Linked DNA regions of Zea mays: region 2 is linked to region 1. A link is a contact called in public Hi-C data. All regions are on one chromosome and are shown on one strand. The core of a region is the stretch at or near the end of the contact, and the rest is flanking DNA. Distances in the headings are between cores, read along the strand shown. Region 1 holds the start of LOC100278997 (PTI1-like tyrosine-protein kinase 3). Region 2 holds the start of LOC100037783 (Pti1-like kinase-like).

Region 1 (6,089 bases), core at 1,376-3,875:
AAGATCAATTAGCAGACATTTTCACAAAGCCACTAGATAAAAACCGCTTTTGTATGTTAAGGAATGAGTTAAACATTCTTGATCTCAGAAATTTCATTTAAATCTCAAAATGGTGTTGCCAAGCCTGCATTGCATATTTAAATTTCTTGTATTGCATTTAGGGCTTGTCTAACCTAGTTAAGATAACCGCCAACAAAGCGAGTGAAAAAGCTTAACTCGGACTCAAACTTGACAAGTCTTAACATTTAAGCTTTTTAGTACTTAAAATTTCATTTACTATGCAATTGTTGGTTTTTGAGATATGCATGTGGCACTACACTTAGGGGGAGTATTCAAAACTCAAGTCATTCATGAAACCCCTAGTGCAAAGTCGTAATGCAAATCTCACCATTTGACTATTTTCTCTAAAAACTATCTAGCCTATGGCAAAATATTTTGAAAAATATGAGAGAATATGTGAGGGTGCCAATATCTGTCCCAACATGTGTTCTTTTGTGTGCTTATAAGTTGGGATTTGATTTGGTTCAAAACTTCATAGAAAATTTCAAAACCCCCCTCTGTCTAGGCTCACGGACAGTCCGGTGTGCACCGGACATTGCACTGTGCACTGTCCGATGCACCGGCTGGGCGCGAGTAGATCCTCTTCTACGCTGCGCTATCCGGTGGTTCACCGGACAGCTACTGTGCGCTGTCCGGTGTGCACCGGACACGCACTGTAGGCTGTCCGGTGTGCCCATGAAGCGTTTTTAAAAAAATTTCTCCTGCCCGAGCCCGAGCTATAAGCATTTCCTCCTCCAACTATCATCTCTCTGGTTCTCTCTGGCGATTTGGCTTCTCGCCGTCGGTGATCCCCAGAGAGCTCCGTCGAAGTCTTCTGCTCCTGCTTGGCCTCCTCATCTCCCTCTCTGGTGAGCAGCACTGCCTCCTTTTCTTCCCCCTCTCTGTTTCTCTGTGCAGTGAGCTCATCCTCCCACCTCTTGTGCACAAATCAAAATCTTGTGAAATCAGTTGATCCAAGCACTTGTGAGTGTCCATATGTATCTTTTGAGCTCCCTTGCAGGTTCATCTCTCCTTTTTTTGGAGGATTTAAACCCCCAAATAGACATTTCACTCAAAACCTAAACCCTCGCACGTCACGTGTTCATCTCTTCTAGATCATGAGCACTACAAAGAACATATGGCGGCCGGTATGAATTTTACTATTCTTTTGTATTTGATATAGCAGTATATTAGGACTCCTGAAAATGACTAAAATCTTCATATCTGTAATCTGCTTCTGTGTATATTAGAACACCTATATTGCTTTTGCAAGAGCTGTATTGTTCAGAAATTTTGTTTGATTTCTTGCAAAAAAACTCATGCATTGTTTTGGTTGTTGTCTGAGTGCTAGATGGATTACCGAAGTGGTCTATGCATACAATTCAATGTCCTAGTATGCAATTTTCTAAAAACTGCATACTTTGTTTTTTTGGTAAACCATGTTTCTGATTACTTTAGGATCACTCTTTTTTGCTAGTAAGGTATATGTCTATATTGTTCCTTTTCGTGACAGTGAAAGGCTAGCAATGGCAATTGAGAAAGCAAGCAATGCTTTACCAGATGGTTTGTTTGAAGCAGTGGACAATCTCCAAGGTTTTTAGCTTCATCACAAGTCTCGATACTATTAGCACTTGTTTAGGCATTCTAATGATGCTCATGCTTTCATGAATCTACCATTCGATTGGAAGCTATCATGGTTTTCGAGTTTCGTTAGTGAGAACTTCTAGATTGTGGGTCATGATTAGAGTGTCATGGTGTTGATGCTTTTATGTTGGTTATGTATCATAGTTGTTGGATGAACTATGTTTATGTATTGTGCTTTTGCTTGTGTACTTGCGCTGGTAATGAACTATGGTTGTTGGATGAACTCTGGTTATGTATCATTGTGATATGAACTCATGTATTATGAGATGTTGCACATTGTTTTTATTCCTGTATTATAGTTATGTATGAGGTGTTGCAGGGTATTATGATGCACACCATATATTCCGATGCACACTGTCGTACTTATGTATTCTAATGCACGCCATTCTACATTGCCATTTTGATGCACTCTCTAATCAAATATATAACAGAGCGGCTCCACTCTTATGGCTCTCTATCAAACAAAAAATAGAGTTACTTTATTCTACTACAATTTCTTATAAATTAGAATTGAGTTACTCTATTTTAGTTGGCTCCCAACCTAACGGGCACAATAGATAGAAACAAATAAATCAATGTAGCTCCTATGTTAGCCAGAACCGGTTCCTCTGACGTACTGCAGGGGGTAGTAGGGTCACTGCGCGCGGGCCCTGTCGCACGCGGGGGCCACGCGGCCCACGTTAGAGGATCTCGTTCCATGTTAGGGGGTGTTTGGTTGCTCCTGCTAAAGTTTAGCCCGGGTCACGTCAAGCGTTTGACTTTTAAATAGGAGTATGAAATATAGACCCAACCAACTGGACTAGATTCGTCTCGTCTTTTAATCTTCGGCTGACAAATTAGTTTTATAATCCGACTACATTTAATACCCCGAACGGAGGTTCAAACATTCGATATGATAGAGGCTAAATTTTAGCAGGGGCAAACCAAACACCCCCTTAGCCAGCAGAGCGGCCTGTTTTTTAATAAAATCAACCAAATTGTGGAAATAGGCCAGTGGCGGCAGCTTCTTGCCCTCTTCCTCCATTGACTTGCCGATGCAGATCGAGGGGCGAGGCTGCCGTCGTCGTCCCGGGCTCTCTGTGCGCGTACGCGGAAGAGTGAGGAAGCTCTAGTCCACTCATACAGCCTTTACGGTTCAGGTAGGCACCCTACTAGTACTAAGGCTCCGTCCGTCTCTCCCTTCTTTTTTTTTTTGTTTCTGTTTCTGTTTCAACGAATGCCGGTCTCTATTGTCCGTTCCAGATTGAGCGTGCTTTGGCCTTGAATCCATGTATGCATACATTAATAGTGACGACTTCATTTCATAGATTTTGTTCGTCCCAGATTGAGCGTCCTTTGGCCTTGAATCCATGTATGCATACATTAATTGTGAGGAGATAGTATGATTCTTCAGCGCAGGCTGCGTGTGGCGGCCGCGGGCTGTTTCCATCTCAAGTATGGATGTTACTTTATTTCTCTAAAATTTCCCTATCCTTTTACCTTTGGGTTATCAATTGAAGTTTTGTTTTAGTTTCTCTGAAACTTTCCCCAAGTTCCACTTGAGGGCTTTGAAACCGCCCTATGAAATTGTTGACACTGAAACTCCAAAAACTTCCTCCGGTGCATGAAAAGATTGCCAAAACACGCCTGAAATCCATCAGCAGCTCAATGCCTTGGGTGAATTAGTCTCTGTCTAACCTTATGTAAATAAAACTAGTGCTTTCTGTTTCAAACCTTAAGATATCGAATTTTCAAAGTCTGTAATACTAGAGCCTGTGTTCATATAATGTTAGGTCTGGTGCAGCATAATGCAGAGTTGCCATTCAGATAACGTGTTATATATGTTATGCTCCAACTTTGCACTGTGGCAGGTTAGGATTCTTCGAGGTTCTTTTGTTCAGCTAGGTATTATGATCCCCTATAAGGATAGTTTTCTTTCTTTTCAATAGTATAGTTTTCAGGATCTTTCAGGAACAAAACAAAGAATCTTTTCAATAGTATAAGGTTACTTGAGTACCAAATTAGGAATAGTAAAATTACTGGACCTTGTTATGCAGGCAAGCAACCACCCATAGCATTCCTATCACTGTGCTTGGTTGCGCATGGATTACCAAGGGGACAATCTTAGAGATTTCTTTCAAACTAATGGGCGTAAGGTGCTTCAGAGAGCGGAAAACAACTATAGCTTGAAATATTTTACAGAAAATGAGATACGAAACATAACTGATGGGTATAAGTCTGTTCTGGGAAGAGGGGCATTTGGTGAGGTCTACAAAGGAACGCTAGAAGACCAATCCTCAGTTGCAGTAAAGAGATATATACATGGGACCCACAAAGAGGTGTTTGCCAAGGAAGTCATAGTGCACTCTCAAATAAACCACAAGAATGTTGTCAGACTCTTGGGCTGCTGCACAGAAGAAAATGCTCTAATGATTGTCATGGAGTTTATCTCCAATGGGAACCTCGACAGCATACTTCATGGCAACAGAGGTAATGGTCGGGTTCCCTTCCCTCTGAAGAAAAGGATAGAAATTGCCATTGAGGTTGCTGAAGTATTATGGTGCATGCATTCGATGTATAGTCCTGTTCTTCATGGTGACATCAAACCTGCTAACATACTGCTAGATGAAAATTTTCAGCCAAAGATATCAGATTTTGGAATTGCAAGACTGCTTTCTGCTAATGGCCCCCAGCAAGCTACCACTGTCATTGGTTCCATAGGCTACCTTGATCCAGCATACTGTGAGAGTGGAATTCTAACCCCAAAGAGCGATGTTTACAGCTTTGGAGTGGTTTTGCTGGAAATTATCACAAGGAATAAAGCAGTGGATGGCACCGTTACCCTTGCTCAAAGTTTTAATGAGGCTCTTACAAAAGGGGAGGATGTGCAGCACATGTTTGATGAGGAAATCAGTGTTGCAGAAAACAAGAAGTTTCTTCGACGCATTGGACAGTTAGCAGCTAAATGCTTGCAGAGGGACGTCAAAACGCGTCCTGAAATGGTTGAAGTTGCTAATAGTCTAAGGATGATCAGGAAAGCTATGCAGAGAGACCAGGATGAGGATGTACTGTTAGCAGCATACCAATTTGGAGATCTAAAAATTTTCAATGAAACTGAAATGAAGGAAATGACAAAAAACTACAGCATGGCCTTTAGGAAATCGATGTGTGAATGTCTCTACAATGGAGTCATCGGCATGAATCGTCCAATTATAGTAAGACTACTTGAGACAAGTTCAGAAACTGGCAGAGAGATATTTCTGAACACTATGAGCATATTGAGTCAAAAGAACCACAAAAATGTTGTGAATATTGTTGGCTTCCACATAGGGAAGTCCAGTTTAGAGTGTGTATATGAGTCTTGCTGTGATCTATCCAAGACAATGCTTGGCTCTATATCACTATCTAACAGAAACCTTTATGACACTATCTGTTCCATGAAAAAACTTCATCTTCAACAACGCCTGTCAATAGCAGTCCAGTGTGCAGAGGGTCTGGTTCATATCCATTCATTAGCAGCTGAAAGTCCTGAATCATGTGGCACCAGCCTCTTAGGAAACTTCAGATCTGCCAACATATTTTTGGACGAGAACTTTGTACCAAAAATCTTCAATGTGAACTTGTCAACATTTCTTGGACTTTCAGGTGCACAAAAACATACAGTGTTTTCAATTCATTACAATGGACCAGAAAAGTATTATTCAGACCCAAGGGATGTTTCTGGTCAACTTCTTAACAAAAAATCTGATGTATATAGCTTTGGAGTTGTTCTTTTAGAGCTCATCACTTGGAAGACTGTGAGATACATGTACAATCTTAGGGCTCGTGTGCTTACCACAGACTTCCTTGATTCTTATAGGAGAGACCGTGATGCAATTGGGATGTTCGGCAAGGTTTGTGATGAACATGAAGGGTACTTTGTTCATGAGGCCCTTTCCATTGCCATCGATTGCTTACAACTTGATATTCAAATGAGGCCAGAAATGGAACATGTACTTTTCCGTCTCCGGATCATTGTTGCTAGAAGCAAACTTGCTGGTACGCGAAACAAATTCTCTTCTCATATTTGTTTATCATCCTTAACTTTGTAAATACAAGATACACACATAAAAAGCAAATAAAACCTGTAACACTTACCATATACACCCTCCTTGCTGCATTTTCATTTGTAATTGTATGCCATGAATATAGTTCAAAATATACTATTTGTTGTGTCATAGTGCTCTTCTAGAGAAGCAATAACCTTAGCGTATTGTATTTACTTCTTCATGTTAGATGTTAGTACAATTTACTATTTGTTGTGCCATAGTCGAATATTAGTACAATTTAGATACATTTGGACTTGAGTTCTGTTAGATGTTATGGTAGATTTTGTGTCGGACATTTTTTTTGGAGCGAGAATACATCTGTTTGGATAGAGTTCCATC
Region 2 (5,731 bases), core at 1,122-3,621, 580 kb before region 1:
GCATTTCATAAACAGGGAAAGACAGACCTGGGCCAAGAACTCTTGGTCTGGCTGCTTGTTAGAATCCAACTTTTTGACCGCGGCACTCCTACCATTTCTTAGAACACCCAAGTATACTCTGCCAAAGGATCCCTCACCAATCAAAGCTTCATCACCAAAACCCTTGGTCACCTCCCTAATCTCATCCACAGGAATAGCAGGGACTGCGATTGGTTGCATTTTCACAGGCTGAGGACCCTTGGGAGGTTGATCAGAAGGGCGGTATGCATCGGCCCCTGCAAGTCAGTTGGAGTTTATTAGAAAAGTATCGACCAAGCATCAAAACCTAAATATATGGTATGAGGTGCTCTGCAAAGGGTTACAAAAAAAAAGGCCCGGGGCTCTTACTCGCTGGATGGTGTCCTGGGTATTGAGCCCTGGTGTCTGGTACTTGGGTATCTTCATCACCACAGCACGCAAAGCACGACATGTTCTACCCAAAGACAAGACCTTGAAGCTGAAATCAAACACATTTTTATTAGAGGCGGCAGCAATATAGCACCGGTCAGAAAAACGAACAAAGGAAACGAAATCACTTAGAAAGCAAGCAACCAATTCCATTAAGTAACCGATATCAATGTCATGCACTTAGAAACCGCCACGTTCCTCGTTCCGGGAACATGGGAACAATTTCGTCCACGTAGTGTTAAAATCTCGTTTAAAGTATCTTACCACGTACCATGTTTCCGTTCTTCGACCTCATTGATCCAGGAACCTGGTTACAAGGGTCATGCACTCATTGCACCAAACAAGACCATGTACAAATTCTCTCTACCCCTTCTCCCCTGTCTGCAGTTCCGCATTCATTATCTTCACATACCAAATGTGAGACTAACACAGGTGCACGGCAACCAAATTTGACCCACATGATGCAAACGATTTATGCAATCCTTTGTCCTTTATTGTTTCCCAACCACCCCAGGTAGATTAAAATATACGTGGCAGGAAGGTACTAACTACTCAAGTCACCAGTTGCTACGAAGCTGATCAAAGAACAGCTCATTCTGCATGGAAAACCTTGGACAATTCTTAATACGCCATAAGTTTCTTGCCACCTTAGCTCGAGACAATAATTACACACATTGGTTGGAAATCTATTGCTACGACTAGATTAAACATCCACCAGTCAGCTTTGGCAATGGACGAATACTAACAAATTCCTGAGTCTGATGAAACCACATTAGTCACTTCATTCGCTTCACCTATAGATTCATCTCAATCGTGGCTACACTAAAATTTAATGCCGCATCACATGCATCTCATGCACTGCCGCTCCCCCCACAGCACCAGCAGTCCAGCACCAAGGGGGGTCTCACCTTTCCCCTCGTGCCCACAGCTCACACTCACGCCATTCTCACACACGCCAGCTCATGGAACAGGGCCAGGCCAATTCAAAAGGCTAACATCGTGCTCGCTACAGCTCTTTCCTTAGCTCCGCCAAACCTGCGATTGCTTCAGCAGCGAAGCATCACTCCGCTGGGCTATCAATGCTACACTGTGCCACGCCACGGACGAGCTATCTATCCAATCCAATCCAATCGAAGCCAGTATGGAGTGGGACACAGCTTGCAAAAAGAAAGGAAAAGGCGCAATTTTCCCCTAATCCCCGACGGCGATGGGGACAGTAACGCTGCTTCCCGGACACCTGAAAACCAGAAATTGCTTGCTTGCAACAGACGACCAAAATACCGAAGCAGAAGAACGTTTCCCTCGAACAAACCGAAGGAAAAAAAGCACGGGATTAGATCACACGACGGAACTTTCCCCAAGCTCCAGATGCTACGAATTTCGCAAGGAGTTGAAAAAGAAGACAGCCTAAGCAGACGAACTGAACGAATTCCGGATCGACCGGCCGCGGGCGTGGCGCGGGAGACCCTCCCACGCTCCTCCTCCAGGGGCGCCAGATTCGGCGCTCCGGGACACCAAGAACCACGGCCCAGCGACCCAGTTCCGCCCCCCCGCGATAGTAACCGGCCGGGAAACCGCCCCGCAGAGGAGAGATCACAAGCAGCCACGAGCGCGCAGAGCGACGGATCAGAGCAAAGGCGGCGCCTTTGGGGAGCAGGGCGCGCGAGGGGGAGCCGAATCCGGCCGTCAAGACGCACCTTCGCGTGTCCCGGCGGCGACGGCGGAGGCGGAGGGAGGGAGGGAGACGGCGTCGGGAGGAGAGGGGAAGCGGGTAGGAAGGCAGCTAGTAGTACAGCGAGGGTAGGCGTAGCGTAGGGCTTCCGAGTTCCGCCGGACGGAGCTGAGCAGCTGGCTGTGCGGCCCCCAGCGGTGGGTGAGCCGTGAGCTTATATACTGCTGCTGCTCAGCGAGTCTACTGTCTGCCGGCCCTCCGTCTTCTCCGTGTGGCGCTGGTCGTCTCTTCAGAAACTCAGAACGCGTGTGTGAGAAAGAGCAAAAGGCAAACCGGCGAAACCGCCCATGTGTGCCTGTTCCTATTTTTTCTTCTCTTCTTCGTTCTTCCTTCCTTCTTAAAAAAAATTCGGACGCTTTCATCTCACGCACGGAGAACTTTCAGCTAACCGCGCCCCACTTTCAACCGGTCAAATCAAATTCGAAAACCTGGACAACCAGATTTCAGCTCGCGGGCGTGTAAGTGAGTGCTATTAGAGTTAATAGTTAGCTGATAAAATTAACGAAGATATCTAAACATGCTAGCTGATAATTCGGCTATTAGTCATTTTTAGCAAATCAACCAATAGATTTTTTTTAGTCGACTAGACATTAGCTCTACCCAAAAAAAACTCCCGAAATTTAGCACCTAATAGGAGGGGGGGGGGGGGGGGGGGGGGGTGGAGATATGTGATCATACATATACAAACTGTGCACTGGGTCAACCGTGCTAGTAAACCGCCGCTGAATCGGTCTGCTGGTTCAACACACCGGCTGGGGTTCTGGGGGATGGGGAGAGCCACACAACACAATGCGAGTAGCGTCGTTGACTCCGTGTTACCGGAAGGTGAAGACCGTTTCCAGTTGACCTTTTGATGCCTCCACGATGTGATCAAGGGTTTGATACTGAAGGTGGCATTCATTGTTCGTAGAAACCTCTCTCAAACTGCGATAAAAAAAAAGGAGATAAAAAAGAGGATCTACAAAAAGATTATCGTTTTGCTGCCTCAGAGAAAGAGAAAGAGCTTGTAGTCAGAGGACGGAGGGGCGTTGCATGCTACGTTAATTGGTCTGACAGAGACAAGGAACAGGAACATGAACAGGAAACGGTTCCAGCAGGTCCGTTCTCCCTCTCCAGTTTCGATTGGCTGGCACACAAAAAATCTTGAGCGCGTGTAGTGTTCCCGGTCGCTGGCCTCCAGTCACACAAAAAAAAAAATTCTTTTCCTGAAGAAACATGGATAGAGCTAGCAAGAGAGGCCTGAATTATCAGCGGTTGCTGGAAGGAAGGTACGAACAACCAAGAACGCAACGCAAGCATCGCGAATAATGAGGACGCATGGCAGTTAAGACAGGCGTATGAGTTGGCTTGCGGCTGCCGACCCAATGTCCAATGATCGATCCATCTGCATGTGGTTTAATTAGGGCCTCCACATCAAGATCACGGTTTTCCTACTCCGGAGAATGTTTTTTCTTTTCTTTTCTTTTTTTTTGTCCCATCACATCATGGAGAGATTCTGATATTTGCCATCAGCAAGAAACATGTTTGTAAAATTGCCATCAGACCCACATTCCATAGACCCAGCTGGACCCACAATTTATAGACACAGTGGTAATTATAACAAGAAGACAACATTGTGAGTGGCAAAAATTCAATTATCTCCACATCATGCTAACCATACCAAATTCATATTCATGCTTGGCATCTGTGCTCTCAAGACCATTAATTGGTGTGCCGTATCCTGCCCTGCGGCCCTGCCCTGTCTTTTAAGGCAAAGTAGCTACCTAAGCCAAATGGCTGGCTGGGGGCAACGGTCAATCTCACCTTCGGCGATTTTGCCATCTTCATTCTTCACCCATTTGGTTTGGGTCATCTCATCTCCAGCGTGATGTAACTGGAAATCCTCTCGCGCTGTCATCCCCACCCCGACCGCCGCAGATTCACAGAGATTTCAGCGCAGATTTAGGCCAAAACCAACAAAAAAAAATCTGACTCGACATGATCGTCACAAGAGGGTGCTGATGGGCGATAGTCTACCAGAAGAAATAAGAGAAGAGATCAGATCCAGAGTTTCAGTTGGGTTGTCGCTGGCATGCACATCTGACCTGCGAATAGGATGCACTGCAGTCCGGGTTGCTGCATGTCACCAGACACACCCAAAGCAGCAGCGTTCAGTTACCAGCCAGGTTGCAGCTTCCACAAACACAAGCACTCGGGATTTTCACCCAGTCATTAGCTATTGCAGACCATTTCATCAGCCACATACTGACCAGTGAGCGTTCGTAGACAGCACAGCACTGCAACATATCTCTACTATTAAGAAGCTAACGTAGACCGCCTCCGCCTTCCCTTATCGCGGTCGCATGCACCTGCATGGCTGCTGCATGCAAGCCACACAGGCGCGCACAAGCTCTGCATGGCTGCTACATGCAAGCATGCAAGCCGCCGCACAAGCTGTTGCATGCATGCATGCAAGCCGCAGAACCTGCTGTATACAAGCTCCACTCATGAAGCGTCGTGGAAATTGAGGGGGCTCGCCTGGTGGCTGGCTGCTGTCCGCTTGTCCCTCTGCTGCAAGCCTGCAGTGCTGCTCAGTTGTTGTCGGCTCGATTGGTTCCCCTACTCAGACAGGGCTAGCCGGCTAGCCCTATGGACTCGAGACCCGGTTTGCAATCTTACTCTTACCCACTGAGCGCATCCGCTGGTAGCATCGTACAATCTAGAATTTCCAGTTCGAGAATAAAATCAGCTAGACAAAACCACAAATCCAACAAAATCTAATATGTACTCGCACAAAAACAATTAACCATATATACTTTTTAATTTAGGTCATCAACCACTATGCAATAAGGAACACTATGCAAGCACTGACGGGGCTGGGCGGGAGGAACCTAGCGAGGCGCCACCCATCGTGTTTCCTCTGAGGCTCTGCGATCATCGTTGTCTTGTTGCATGCACTGAGGCTGAACGCGCTGCTGCTCCTCTGCATGTGCGCGTTCCCCGCCCCGGCGCGGTCGCAGAACACGACCTTGGCCACGGCCGCGCCGGCGTCCGTCGAGGGGTTCAACTGCACCGCCAACCGCACATACCCATGCCAGGCGTACGCGCTCTACCGCGCCGGCTGAATATGTGCTTCAGCTTGTGCAACATAAGCCAAGTTAGAAAATTAACTATCTGCGTGCGGTTATTAATGTCTTAGAAATTTTAACTCTCGTGGCAACGCACGACACATATCTAGTCTATATATAACCCAAAATGCACGAGGTTCCGTTACTTCTCAAAGCAGCTGTAGGAGCCTGTAGCTTCTTTCATGGTTTTAAAAGCATTACATAAGCAGCAAAACCAGAAATAATCCTCTAGTAGGTGAATAAGCAGACACAATACGACCCCGCACACGTACCACTTATTAGGACAGTGACAGTACAGTACAAATGATAAGCAAGGGGCAGATCAAGAATCACAAGTAGGAGCCATAAAAAAGCATGATAGAGCGCAGGCACACCAGACCAGACCAGACCAGACCAAAAGCTTCTTCCAAAACAGAGGAGGCGCCTCATGCAGAAGACGGCTTCT

What was found. A called contact is a pair of places that touch in the nucleus more often than the background predicts.
Region 2: a contact with region 1 is called in a Hi-C map of ear, with 2.2 times the contacts expected there. The contact joins the promoter of LOC100037783 here to the promoter of LOC100278997 in region 1. A contact is called at or near these places in 2 of 25 Hi-C or Micro-C datasets (ear and leaf).

What each region holds. Positions count from the first base shown.
Region 1 is chr10:87,634,335-87,640,423 of Zm-B73-REFERENCE-NAM-5.0, reverse strand. LOC100278997 (PTI1-like tyrosine-protein kinase 3) reads left to right here and starts at 2,625. Exons shown (of 8, transcript XM_008664702.4): 1 at 2,625-2,822; 2 at 3,720-5,700. The coding sequence starts at 3,765.
Region 2 is chr10:88,214,051-88,219,781 of Zm-B73-REFERENCE-NAM-5.0, reverse strand. LOC100037783 (Pti1-like kinase-like) reads right to left here and starts at 2,371. Exons shown (of 8, transcript NM_001321011.1): 1 at 2,145-2,371; 2 at 388-496; 3 at 28-275. The coding sequence starts at 469. LOC100279822 (methionine adenosyltransferase) reads right to left here. Exons shown (of 2, transcript NM_001152777.2): 2 at 5,429-5,731. The coding sequence ends at 5,712.